2 separate regions of the Mus musculus genome follow, and region 1 is linked to region 2. Evidence: chromatin contacts called from public promoter capture Hi-C data. All regions are on one chromosome and are shown on one strand. Each heading gives the region's core, a stretch centred on a gene start, on an enhancer-like site or on the middle of the called end of the contact. The rest is flanking DNA. Distances are from core to core; before and after follow the strand shown. Region 1 holds the start of Adarb1 (adenosine deaminase, RNA-specific, B1). Region 2 holds the start of Specc1l (sperm antigen with calponin homology and coiled-coil domains 1-like).

What was found. Promoter capture Hi-C pulls out the DNA fragments that hold promoters and counts their contacts.
Region 1: a promoter capture Hi-C map of pre-B cells shows a contact between it and region 2, with 4 times the contacts expected there. The contact joins the promoter of Adarb1 here to the promoter of Specc1l in region 2. A contact is called at or near these places in 2 of 39 promoter capture datasets (liver and pre-B cells).

Annotation. Positions count from the first base shown.
Region 1 is chr10:77,415,748-77,422,295 of GRCm38.p6, forward strand. It overlaps Adarb1 (adenosine deaminase, RNA-specific, B1), which reads right to left and starts at 2,526. Exons shown (of 11, transcript NM_001024837.2): 1 at 2,348-2,526. It overlaps Gm17769 (predicted gene, 17769), which reads left to right and starts at 2,629. Exons shown (of 1, transcript NR_027377.1): 1 at 2,629-5,192.
Region 2 is chr10:75,207,797-75,214,687 of GRCm38.p6, forward strand. It overlaps Specc1l (sperm antigen with calponin homology and coiled-coil domains 1-like), which reads left to right and starts at 4,277. Exons shown (of 16, transcript NM_153406.3): 1 at 4,277-4,423.

The DNA of each region.
Region 1 (6,548 bases), core at 1,276-3,775, 2.2 Mb after region 2:
GTCAGCGCTGTAGCTCCAGAGGGGAGGTCTAGCACGTGACCAGTTAGAGACTGTTCACTCACTGGACAAGATGGGTTTAAAGGATTTTTTTTATTCCAAAAAATTCTAAAGCAGTTTAAATGCTTTACGGCACATAAACTTACAAAGAAGTGAATTTGCCTATGAGCCAAGATGTGCTTTCAGGATGATGTTATTTCTTGGTAGCTAATCTTCCTGTCTGGGCCTACCAGCAATGACTGAATGGACACATCATGGAAGATACGCGTCATCAGTTTCTCTCTTCAACAATGTCCTTGCAGAAAGGTCTCCTTTGCTCCTTCCAACTGGAGCGTCACAGCTGACGTGGAAGTAGCTGAGTGTGCCCAGTTTCTGAAACCCCTTGACATCTAACAGGCATGGAGAACACATTCCTTTCAAAGCCTGTGGACTCCACCTCCCCACCACTGTGGGATCACAGCACCCAGCCCAGTGTGTCTCATCCACTATTTATCAAGCTCCTGTTGTGGAGGCCCATGCTGTGAATCTGCCCCTTGGAGGATCCTGTACCAAGGGACCATTAATTCTCTCATTCCAAAAGGAGCTGTCCCAACCTACCTTCTGCCTCCTTTTTTTTCTCTCTTTCCCTCCAGGGAACTGTCTCAAGGAAGAAGGGTAAAGAAGTTTCATCCATCCCCGGAGAAAGAAAAAACAAAAAACAAAAACAGCTGGCTTTTACAAACAGTTTTGTCTTGAGACAAAAACAGGTTTGGAAAAATGCAGCTTCCTTTCAAAGGAACAAAGAGGGTTAATACATTATTCCTATTCTCAGTAAAAACTAATGTTTGATCATCTTAATTACCGCACCTACCAGTAAAAAGACCAAGTTTGCTATCGGGCTTCTTTTCGTTATACTTCCAGAATGGAATACAATAAATGATTTTCAAAAAAAGAAAAAAAAAAAGGATGCCCTCATCAGAAGTAACCCAAACCTGCTAGGTGAAAACACTGACCTCCAACCAGACACTCCAGTGCGGATATCCCCCTCATAAATCCCGAACGGAACACTTTTCTGGTCCTCCAAAGGCGACTCCGGCGCCACTAGTCTAGCGTCCACAGCCCCATCTGACATTTCCCTTGCACACAGACACCACACAGTGATTTTCCTCTTGCCTATGTGTGCGCGTCAAAATTCACCTCCAACCCCTAATGTCCCAGATGGCTCCCACAAACAGCAGACGCGCTGGGTACTCGCGCTGGGTACTCGGAACTTCGTCTCCCAGGCGCTCGGCGCCCATGTGGGCTCTGAGCCCTCGGAAGGGGCATGGACCACCAAAAAAGCAGCCTGCCTCACCTAGGTTACGGTGTCCACCCCGTGGGAGCGCAGTGTCTCCTTTGCAGGACACAAGATGCTCTCACTGGGCGTAGCTTTCCCTCTGTGGGATATAGGGTTAGGGTCTCCCTCCTCGGAGTTCAGAGTATACTCTGCAGGGCACAGGGTTCCCTCCCTGTGCCCTTCCTCTGGGCGCCGTCTCGCCTCTGCGGAGCACATGGTCCCTTCTGCAGGGCACAAAGTCCCCATCCCCTGGTGCAGCTTCCTCTCCTCAGAGCACAGGGTTCCCACCCCCCAGCCTGAGCTTAGCCTCCCTTCTGCTAGGCACTGGTCCCTTCTGCAGAATACAGAGCTCAACCTTTCCTCTACCAAGCACATGGTCCCTTCTGCAGGGCACAGGGTCCCCATCCCCGGACACAGATTCAGAGTGACACAGGGTGTCTCTTCTCAGGGCGCAGCTTTCCTTTTGCAGGGCACAGGTCCCCTCTCTAGGATACAGGGTCCCCATCCCCGGACGCAGCTTTCCTTCTGCAGGGCACAAGGTCCCCCTCCCGGTGTGCAGTGTCCCCTGTGCTGGGTAAAGGTCCCTTCCCGGGGTACAGGGTCCCCTCCCCGGAGCACAGGTCCCCTCCGCCCGGTACACCATTCCCCTCCCCGGGCGCAGTCTCCTCTCTGATGGGCACAGGTCCCCTCCCTGGAGTACAGGGTCCTCTCCGCGGGCACAACCTCCTGTCCGAGAGGCGCACGGTCGGCTCGCCGCGGCGCAGCGCATCCCACGCGGACGCGGCGCCTCCAGGAGCGGACGAGCCGTCCTGGGCGCAGCCTCCTCCTGCAGCGCAGCGCATCCAAGAGGACCGCGGCCCGCCCTCCGCGCGCCGCCCGGGATGCGCCAGGGACCCCGCAGCTCGCCGCGGGCCCGGGCCCCGCACCATAGGGTCTGGGGTCGGTGGTCAGGTCCGCGGCCGCCGGCGCTGCGCGGCCTCAGCCACCTGCCCCGCGCTTACATAAACGCGGCCGCCCGCGTCCCCGCCGCCTTACCTCCGCTCACGCTGCGCCCGCGGGCTGCCGGCGTCTGGCTCTGGGCGCTGCGGCGGCCTCGGCTAGCCCCGCGGCCCCAGCTAGGAGCCCCTCGCCGCCGCCTCAGCCTCAGCCACCTCAGCCTCAGCCGCTGCCTCAGCCTCTGCCTCTAGCCTCGGCGCCGGCGGCTCCGCCCCCTCGGCTCGCCCCGCCCCAGCCGCCGCAGCCGCGCGCGCGTGCTCGCTTGCAGGGGTGGAGCCAGCGCTCCACGCTGACGTGCGCGCCTCCTGCCCGGAGCCGACGTCCGGACTCGCTCGCGGCGGCGGGAACTGCGAGGGTTAGCGGTTAGAACCAAAACAGGTCGTGCGTCGCTAGGGAGACTCGAAGCGGAAGGGAGCCTCCGACACGCACCGAGAAGATCGACGGGGGCGGGGTTCTCGAACTCGCGGGCAGGAGCCTCGGATGGGACCTAAGGGGACAGGTGGGACCAAGGATCCTAGAGATCCTGTGGGATCTGGGAATGGGGCAGGGAAAATCAGAGCGAAGCCACTGAAGTGCGACTGTGACCGCCGCTTGAAGACCTACTACACCCCGTACGTGGTACCCTGGCATCCCGCAAGAATCGTCCCTGGGCCTTCGTCCAGTTTTGAGAGCTGGCCCTGGCCACTGACACCCACCTCCGTAGACCTTGAAAATAAGTAGGGAGAGGAGCAGGGACATGATTTTGTGAAGCAGGGTGTCTACTGGTGGTCACTAGAAATGATGGCCGGTTTTTAACCTAGACCCCAGGGTCAAGTTCAGGCTCTGCCACCTCTTAGGCATACCAGATGTGTCTTGTGCTTGCATTGTCTGTTTCCACGTTTGTTTAAAAAGAAAAAGGTCTAGTAAAAGACAAGTGCAGGTAGGTAAAGTACTGTGTCGAGCATCCAAGATGTGGTCAACAACTTGTGTGGTTCCTCGCCAGATTGTCTTAACCTGGGGTGCTATGCCCAGAACGGGGCCTGGAGAGGTCCAGAATCGGAAGCATGAACTGACCACAGGAGTAGTGTTGTAGCCGGTCCACATCTGCTTCCATCACAAAAACATGTCCTTTGGACCAGCTAGCCACTCAATGAATTCTTCAGCCTGCCTAAAAGGTGGGCACCAGGCAGTGCCTACGGGTGCACTTGTTGGCAAGTAAGTAGAGATCATCACTCTTGGAACACCTACCAGGATGTCAAGCTTCACATACAAGTATGTGCACAAGGACAAATGTGTCTGTTTCTAGGTATCACACTACCCCAGAACTTAGTAACTTAAAGTCATGGTTTGTAAGTCTGATGAATAGCAGCTTTTATGCAGTGTTCAGCTGGTTTGGTTCATCTCTGCTTCATAGATGACCTCACTCCCTTATGTCATGTGTTACCTACTGTTAGTAAGCTAGCTCTCGTTGCTTCTCATAATGGCTGTGGTTTGGCCACAAGAGAGCAAGTTCCAGCCTTTTCATCCCCTGTGCACATCACCTGTGTTCCTGTGACTCATTGACTGAATTGAAGATGCTGATCTGACACAAGTACATATGAGAGACAGAGATCTGGACAAAGGAAGTATGCTCATCTGAGATGGTCGCTTTGATAGATCTTTGGTTCATTGTGGATTGTTACAGCAAAAACAGAACTCTGCGGTCTCAACCAGGATTAAGTGGAATGACCTTCTTTCTCTGCTGTGTACACTGCCAAAAAAACTAGCTTGAAGTGAAGATAACAGAGCACATAAACAGAAGCTAGAAAATGACATTTTGACAGCCTCCAGGTATCTGTCTGGTGGTGTCATATGCATGGATGGGTTAATTGGCTAGAAAGATATCTTCATCTTCATAGTCTGGAAGTAGAACAGGTCAGGATGCCAGAAAATAGCATAACTGGGAGGCAGTTCAATGTAAGGAGCAGGTATGTTGGACTTGAACTTTGCAAACCCACTATGACACATAGCTGTGAAACTGGACAGATCATTCCATCTATAGGAAAGATGTTGATCCACCTGAAATCTGGTCCATCACTGGTGACCAGAAAGACTTGATGGCGGAGTCTTAGGAATCATAACACATACAAATGTGAATTGGGATATATATATATATATATCAGTAGTTCAGGAGTCGCCACACAAACCACATGAACACCGATTCAGTCAGGTTGGTTTATTGAACACACACCTAAAGACTGATCGACCAGGGCAACAGCTCAGGCTTGAAAGCTAAAAAGCTGTGAGCTGGACATTTCTCAGGGCCAGCTTACAAAGGCTAAGCCCACAAAAACCACAATGAGCTCATACACAGGTGCTGGAAGTGCTTGCCTGGTGGTCAGCCCTGACTCAAGCCATTTTAGACATAACAGCTCATATTGAACTTTAATTTGATGGGTCCTAAGTGAAGCTTATGGCTGTGGAATTTCTTAAAATTAACAAGCCTCATAACATACAAAACATAACAGGGTATGTGGTCTGGTCAGTATGACCCTGCTCTGAGTCAAATTATTTTTTTGCATCAATGACTACCAGGGATATTACAGCAACAATATGAAATAGCTGGCAAGCATGGAGCAAAATGGCTATAGCTATGCTGGGGGCAAGTCTCAACAATATCCGTGTGTGTGTGTGTGTGTATGGCTATATAGTTTATTGAAGGAAATAGGAGGCCTGTGGTATTTGAGCGGTTCCTTTAGCATGAGTGAAGATGGTAGTGAGGGTGCCCAAGATGGAGGAAAGAGTATTTTCACCTCAGGAATTAGAACTGCTGCCAGTGTTCCTGTGGAGTTATACTGACTACCTCCCTTGACTCTTACACCCTCCCTCAAATACCAGGAGGTGAAATAAATTGGATGATTAAATCACACAGGGGATTGACAGATCTGTGGCCCGCTTTTGTGCACTTCACAACCTAAGAAATTATTCTACAGTTCGCATTGTAATGAGGGGTGAAATATGCAATGGGCTTATGTGATATACAAAGCTTAAAATATTCGCCATCTGGCCCATTATATTAAAAAAAAAATGAGCCAAGTAGGCTCTACCTTTTGGAGTTGGGAGTTAGATCAGCCCCCATCAAAGTGTGTGGGCTTCTAGGGAAGGAAAAAGTAAACAGCAGCACTAGTAGTAAAGAGCAATGGCTGATGGGTACCAGCATCAGTGCTAACCCAGGGTCCCAGATTGGATGCAGAGAGCTTAAGTCAGGTGGCACTGCAAGGAATTATTTTGGGAAATAGCTGTCAGTAAGACTAAGGAGGGATGGACTGACCGCCACAGCCTGAGGGGGGAAACCCACAAGAAGGACTGCCATCTGGTGCTGGGGAAGATGATGGTAAGGTAAGTGTTGCAGTGGGAGTGGCGGGGGAGGGGGGAGATAGAGGCCCTTTAGGCTCTGTTGAGTGTGCAAGTCTGTCAGATGCTCAAACAGTATCAGGAAGGCAGATAGCAACACAAGAGAAGAGAGTCAGAAGGAGGACATCCATGGAAGACCCAAGGAGGTAGAAGAGGTCACCAACCACCTAAAGAGAGTGGAGAGAGGAGAAAAGAGAAGCTAGGACAAAGGAGGACCCCAGAAATAAGCCAACAAAAGAAAAGATGAAAACCCACTGGGTTTGAAAACAGGAGGTTAGAGTGACCTTGAAGATTCAGCCGTGTATTGGGGATGCTATTATCTACAAAGAGAAAAACTTCAAATCCCATGCCCCATTTTCTTTTCTTAAGTTTTATTTTTGTGGTGCAGATCAAACTCTGGGACCCATGGAGCATTCTACCACTGAATCACTCTCTGACTTCAAAACTTAAGAAGAATAACAAGTATAGACTAACTTCACTAATAAAATCCAAAATTATTACAGAGCCAGAGGGAAGCACTCAGCAAACCAAACTCCAGCCACAAACAATGGCGTGTTCAAATTACATATTTTCCCAAACCATGACTTTGTGTTCACATGTTTACATGGGGCAGCATTGTATCATCTCGGGAGCTTCAGAGAAGGATTTTTGAGAAGCCAACCTTGGATCAAGCCCATAGTGCTAGCAATAAATAGGCCAAGGCAGGAGGATCAATTCAAGGCTGAGGATAGAATGGGCTACAGAATAAAACCCTATCTCAAAAGGGGGGGTGGAGATGAGAATACAAAGCTTCTAATAAAATCCAGCATTGTTTCTGTTTGGAGAAACACTCTTAGAAAAAGTAAGACCGGGCGTGGTGGCGAATGCC
Region 2 (6,891 bases), core at 3,027-5,526:
TTCCCATGCCCCAAATAAACTTCATTTTATACTAGACCCATCATATGACTGGAACCTCAGGGGGAGATGCCTCAGCATGGGTCCACTAAGGAACCCCCTCCTGCATCACCATACTGCGTTTTAAAAAACCTATCACCTCTTGTCTGCTATTGAGGACCATAAAGGCCACTTCTATAAGGTCTCTTTGAAAGGTAGAGGGGCTGTTCTCTTTTCCGCTTTTTTTTTTTTTTTTTTGAGACAGGGTTTCTTTGTGTAACAGCCCTGGCTGTCCTGGAACTCACTCTGTAGATGAGGCTCCCCTTGAACTCACAGAGATCTGCCTGCCTCTGCTTCCTGAGTGCTGGGCCTAAAGGCATGCGCACCACATCCAGCCATGTCTTTGAATCTGTTGCCTACTACCAGTTTGCCAACAGAAAGCTAGGATGGAGATGTTGCTCTAATTTCCCTACTGTCGCTCAAGGTCAGGTTGGTATATTTAGTTTCTGATAAGTGTTAGGTCCAAAGCAGCCTCCCTCCAAGACTACTGTTTATTAGGAGACTCCCATAAATTACCAGGAACCTTCCTTAGTCCAACCCAAAGGTCGACTGCTTCAGGCAAGGACACTTGTTCCTGTTCTAGCTGAACAGCCTGTATTATTAGCTCAAAGACCACACCCTGCTGACTCTCCTACAATAAAATCTGCCTGCTTTCCCACCATTTTCTGCCCCCACCCCCAGCCCATCCTGGGAGATAGCCTTGACAGTTTGATTCCCCAGCAAATGGTTCTTTTTTTTTTTTTTTAAAGATTTATTTATTTACTTTATGTATGCGAGTATACTGTCACTCTCTTCAGACACAGTCAGACACACCAGAAGAGGGCATCAGATCCCATTACAGATGGTTGTAAGCCACCTTGTGGTTGCTGGGATTTGAACTCAGGACCTCTGGAAGAGTAGTCAGTGCTCTTAACTACTGAGCCATCTCTCCAGCTCCCAACCCGCTCTTTCTACCTATAGAGAGGTCTAGTGTGTGGTTTCACCACACCTGCGCATACAATAAGTGAGACTCCCTGGATAATTGCTTTGATTTGCTCAAGATTGGCCATCTTAAAGGCTTCCTGCCTACATGCCACCTTCCTGCCACAAGACAAATAATCACAAGGCCTTATTTGTGGAGATCATCTGAATTGGATTGTATTTCAATGAAGATGGGCCTATGGAACTGACAGAGCACCGACTATATTATGATATCTATCCTGGACACGAATCACATAGGCATGTGCCTGAGCTGCCCTCCAGATACACTCCCTGTCCTTGGGAGACACAGTGGAGGTCAGTGTGACACAAGTGTCAGGTTTGGTTAGGTTTAAGGACTGAGTATTAAATACTGAATATTGTCCTGATAGAGAAACTCTTGTCAGACAAGAAGCCCAAACATTTTTCTACTCAAGAGAGACCAGTGAGGAGGGAAGGGGGCATGGGCACACAGGGGGGCCTTGAGTCCAGCAACCTTGTGGAGTGGAAGAGAATTCAAGTGAGAGTGGTTATGTGGGGATGAAGGGAAGAGCAAGGAAAGGTTTGATAGAGGGATAGAAGGTGGGTTAAAGGCTGAGGCCAGACCTGGGGAGGATTGCCTGCCTAGCTGGATAGAGAGAGGAGAAGACTGGAGATATAGCTAGATGGGTAAGAATTTTGTTAAAAGATACACTAAAATTGATATTTGCCATGAAAAGATTTAAAAGTCTAATAGGCTGAACTACAAAACCAATGTAGAATGATTTAGCAATCTGCTATGAGCAAGTTCATTTAAAAAGTTAACTCTGGGCCTAGAGAGTTGGCTCAGCAGTTGAGAGCATTCTCTGCTCTTCCAGAGGTACTGAGTTTAATTCCCAGCAACCACATGGTAGCTCACAACCATCTGTAATGAGATCTGATGCCCTCTTCTGGTGTGTCTGAAGATAGGGATAGTGTAGTCATATTCATAAAGTAAAAGAGAGAGAGAGAGAGAAAGAGAGAGAGAGAGAGAGAGAGAGAGAGAGAGAGAGAGAGAGAGAGAGAGAGGGAGGGAGAGGGAGAGAGAAGAGGAGCAGTGGCTAGCATGAGGAAATTATTGCTAGAGGGAGGAATTGGCAGAGGAAAGGTCCTTAGATTATCATTGACCTTTGAATCTTTTTTTTTTTAAACAATTCTAGGAACTATAGAAAATGGTTTGAAATGCACCTGATTTTTTTGTTTTTTGTTTTGGTTTTTTTTTTTTTTTTTTTTTTTTTTTTTTTTTTTTTTTGAGACAGGGTTTCTCTGTGTAGCCCTGGCTGTCCTGGAACTCACTTGGTAGACCAGGCTGGCCTCGAACTCAGAAATCCGCCTTCCTCTGCCTCCCAAGTGCTGGGATTAAAGGTGTGAGCCACTACCACCTGGCATGACATACCTTTTTGAACCTCAACTTTGGCCTCAAAAAATTACCACCTGGGTGGTATTTGGATTGAAATGGTTGAGTTGATTTTGAACTACAAATACCTAAACAGATGGAGAATTAATACCCACTTATTTATATTTGCTACGCAATGGAAGTCCAGGGTTCTGGATAACGTGGTAAGGCCTGTTTAAGTGCTAATCCTATTTGACCTCCATAAAAATTTATAACAGCATATGTTTTGTAGTGGGTAAACCAGAAAGCAAAGGGACTATTATGTAATGCATCCAAGGTTCAAAGCCAGGTTTTGTTTTTGTTTTTTTTTTTTTGGCTCAATGTACTAATGTATTGTGGCTCTGCTGGTTAAGAAGGAAGAATTAAAGATCAAGAGGTACAGTGTGATGCCATCTGTGTATTGAGGTAGTAAAATAGTGCATATCGTAATTTAAATATTTGCTTCTGTTCATAAATGATGTCAAGGGATATTGATATTGAGGAGTGGAAACTATGTGAGGAATTGTAGGGTACTGAATATGTTGAAATGGTGATTTTTGAATTTTGAGGCATGTAAATTTTCTTAGAAATGCATTCAGAGATATTTATTTATTTATTTAGGGGGGGGCTGGAGAGATGGTTAGGAGCACTGGCTTCTTCCAGAGCTCCTGAGTTCAGCTCCCAGCAACCTGTGTACACATGGTGGTTCACAACCATGTATAATGAGATCTGACATCCTCTTCTGGTGTGTCTGAAGACAACAACGGTGTACTCATATACATAAATATCCATATACAAAATCTTTAAATTTATTTATTTATTTATTTATTTATCTATTTGCTAATTTATTTGAGACAGGGTCTCACCATGTGGCAATGGCTGGCCTGGAATTGGCTATATAGACCACGTTGGCCTGGTACTCACAGAGATGATCCATCTTTGCCTCCTGAGTGCTGATATTAAAAGCATGTTCCACTATGCCCAGTGAATCAGAGATTAAATTCTTAAAAAGAAAACATCAAAGAATAATGTTCCGGCTAGGTCTTGTCAGTTTGATCTAAGTTACCATTATCTGGGAAGAGGAACTTCAGTTGAGAAAATGTCTTTGTTAGATTGCCTATATACAAATCTATAGGGCATTTTCTTGGTTAATGATTGATGTGGGAGAGGCCAGGCTCACCAGGATGTGGTGTGACCCCCTAGGGGATCCTGGATGATATAAGAAAGCAGGCTGAGCAAGGCATGAGGAGCAAACCAACAATCTGTGTTTCTCCAAAGCTTCTCTGCTTCAGTTCCTGCCTTCAGGTTCCTTTGAGTTCCTGCCCTGACTTCTCTCAGTGATGGTGTGTGACCTGGGAGTTGTAAGCCAAATAAACCCTTTCCTCCCCAGGTTGCTTTTGGTCATGGTGCTTTTATTATAGTAATAGAGCCATTTACAAATTTAAAAAGTAAAATAAAAACTACACAGGAATTACATAAGCTTATAGAACTCTTTAACTTTATAATGCTAGTGATCTTGTTCCCTTTAATGGGTGGAGTAGGGACCGGTGTTGCTCATGTGCTGGGAACATAATGGGTGCCTGGCATGTGCATTTTTCTCAACTGTCGGGTTCAGCACACTGTAAACATACATTTCAACCAGAGCGGACCTATTTGCCTTGGAGGAAAAACGAGAGACTAGGAGCACTTCCAGCACAAAAGACTGCAGTTATCTAGTTGCACCGCCGACTAGCACAGCGCGTGCGCGGTCCAGAACTCAGCGCGAAGAGGAGGTGTGACAGCTGGCGCCTGCGCAGTAGCAGCCCAGGGAGGCGCCGATCACGGCACATGCGCGGGGAGTAGAAGGGGGCGGCACCGGTGGATAAGGGGCGGGCGGAGGGCGGGAGCCGCAAGGGAGACAGGGCGGGCCGAGGGAGCGGCGCCGTGGGGTTGGCTGTTGCCCTGAGGCCGGACTCAACGGACCGGGCCGCGCCACCGGGCGAGCTCGCCGCCCGGCCCCAGCCCGGAGCCAGCGAGTGAGCGAGGCGGTGCCGCGCGGTAAGAGCCGGGGCAGGGTCTTCTCCGCTTGTGCCGCGGGCACGTTCGTCTCCTCAGCGCCGCCCGCGCGGCCAGGCCCGGGCGGCCCCGCAGACCCTGGCGGCCCCGCGCCTGCGCTGTCCCCCCTCGTCACCCCCCCCATCCCCAGCCATCCCGCGCCTGCGCCGTCTCCTGCCCGGGCGGACCTCACAGCTTGCCCCGCAGATCCCCCGGGAACCCAGGCTGGCGTGGTACCCAGCTGGCTGGGGGTCTCATCCCTGCGGAGAGGCTGGGTGCGACCCTGGTGCTTGTGTTCCCTGTGGTGTCGGGAGAGACCGGGCATTCATCCTAGTTCCTTGCCCTGGGCTGGGACAGGTTGCCTCCCCATCTGGTGCATTGAGGGTGGGGAGCAGGAGCGGAGGTCCCCCGAAGGCTGCGCCCTGCAGTGTTAGGACCTGGCTGTTGGAAGCTGGCAGTGTTCTTTATTCTTGAGACTTGGCTAATTATGTCAGATTGGATGTGGATGTTTCTGTGTGTTGTTGAAGAAATGCTGCATTTTCATTAGAGGCGTGTGTGTGTGTGTGTGCATTTTCATTAGAGGCTTGTGTGTGTGTGTGTGTGTGTGTGTGTGTGTGTGTGTGTGTGAGAGAGAGAGAGAGAGAGATAGAGAGAGAGAGAGATAGATAGATGGTGGCGATACCCCAGAGAACACTAGAAAAGAAATCGGTTTCTGGTGGGCTTAGCCGCCTAAAACCAAACAAAAATTTCTGTGATCATTCAAATGCAGGCATCCTTGATTTTTTGTTTTGTTTTGTTTTGGGTTTTTTTGTTGTTTGTTTTTTGTTTTGTTTTTGTTTTTGTTTTCACTCTCTTGAAGATCAGTCCTAAAGTGCGGCGGGGTGAGGGGGCACCCTTTGACTGTCATGACAGAGAATCGTAAAGTTTGGCCTACACCTGTAATCCCGAGGCCAAGGCTGGATGAGCTCCAACTGGGCTGCAGAGTAAGGCCTTGTCTCAAACTACAAACAAAAACAAAACAAAAAACAAATCGCGGAGCCCAGGAAGGCTTCTTGTCATTCAGGAAGCTAAATCTTGAGGTGAAATCAGCTGTGGACTACAGGCAACAACAGTTCTATCTAAAGGTTTGGAATGAGGCACCAGCGTTGTTGCATAGGCATTAAAGGCACCGTTCGGTTGGTCCTCTTTCAATATGTCAGGAATGGAAAGAGTTTGAAAAGCAATACGCCTGTGCTGAATTCTGTACAGACTCTTTTTTTTTTTTTTCTCTTGTCCTTTCCTTGTACTGGGATAATATAAGCAATTGACGATGGAAGTGTACTTGAGGGTTGAGTCGTATATGGATAACTTCACTCTCCCATCTTTGGTATTAAGGGCATGGAATATGGCTAGATAAGTGTTTTATAGCTAAGCTATATCTACTCCCCAGCTTGATAAAAATTGAAGTAATGTCTCAAAATATCCAACCAATATAGAAGGGGATATGGAGAAAAAAGTATGTTGGTCTCGTTACATTTTCTTTCCTATTGAGAAAGAGCTGATGCCCCCTTCCCTTTTTCCCCCTTTTAAAAATGTCTCATTTTCCCTTTGGATCTAGTGTACACCAAATAGTGTCCTAACCTTTTGAAATTTTAGATAGCTTGAGAATGCTTTGTATGCTTGTCTGTGTATATCCCAGGTATGTAGGAATCTTCTTGACATTTTCAGCAAGAAAGTGATTTTTTTTTTTGTACCATAGAAAAGCAGTATGAAGGTGTCTTTGTATCATTCAAAATATCAGTGTCAGATGCAGAGAGGAGAGTAATTATAGCTAAAGTGAAATTTGCTCAGGGTGTGTACCTACATCTTGTTTTCTTGACATGTGACTTGTGAAGTAGAAATTGGCTTTCTGACTGACTTGACAGAGCTCATTGTTCAGATGACTCAGGTATCGAAAAAGGTCAAAATTCCTATGAGGGTCGAGTTTTCTTATATACAGGACTTGCTGAATAACTGTATGTCTATTTAAATCACATGTCTAGCTTGCACAAAGTATTACTGCAGACATCTCACCTTGATAGAGGAATGATGACAGTGTAAGGGGTTGAGAGAGTTTCCTTTTCTTTTTGGCCTCATGGCTTTGGGAAAGTAAGCTTTTCTGGACCTGTTTCTCCATTCTGTGCTTGCACACAGAGGAGCTTCAGGAGCTATTTCAATATTAAAGAATCCTTATCTACAGTTTTTAGCCAACGATGATATTGTAGTTTCCTTCTCAAAAATTTGGGTGATGAGGCAGGCTGTATAGTATGTCTGAGATGATTAAATCTGAGATACCCTAGGGTAAAAGAATTTGAGTAGGTGTTTATGTCATAAAAACTAGGACAATGTTGGGAGTTTTGATGATACTGAAGGTATTAAATTTAAAGGACTGTCATTTCTAAAACAAAACAAAAACCATTCATTTTCTTGGTGCTAGGGGCTGAAGAGTTGGC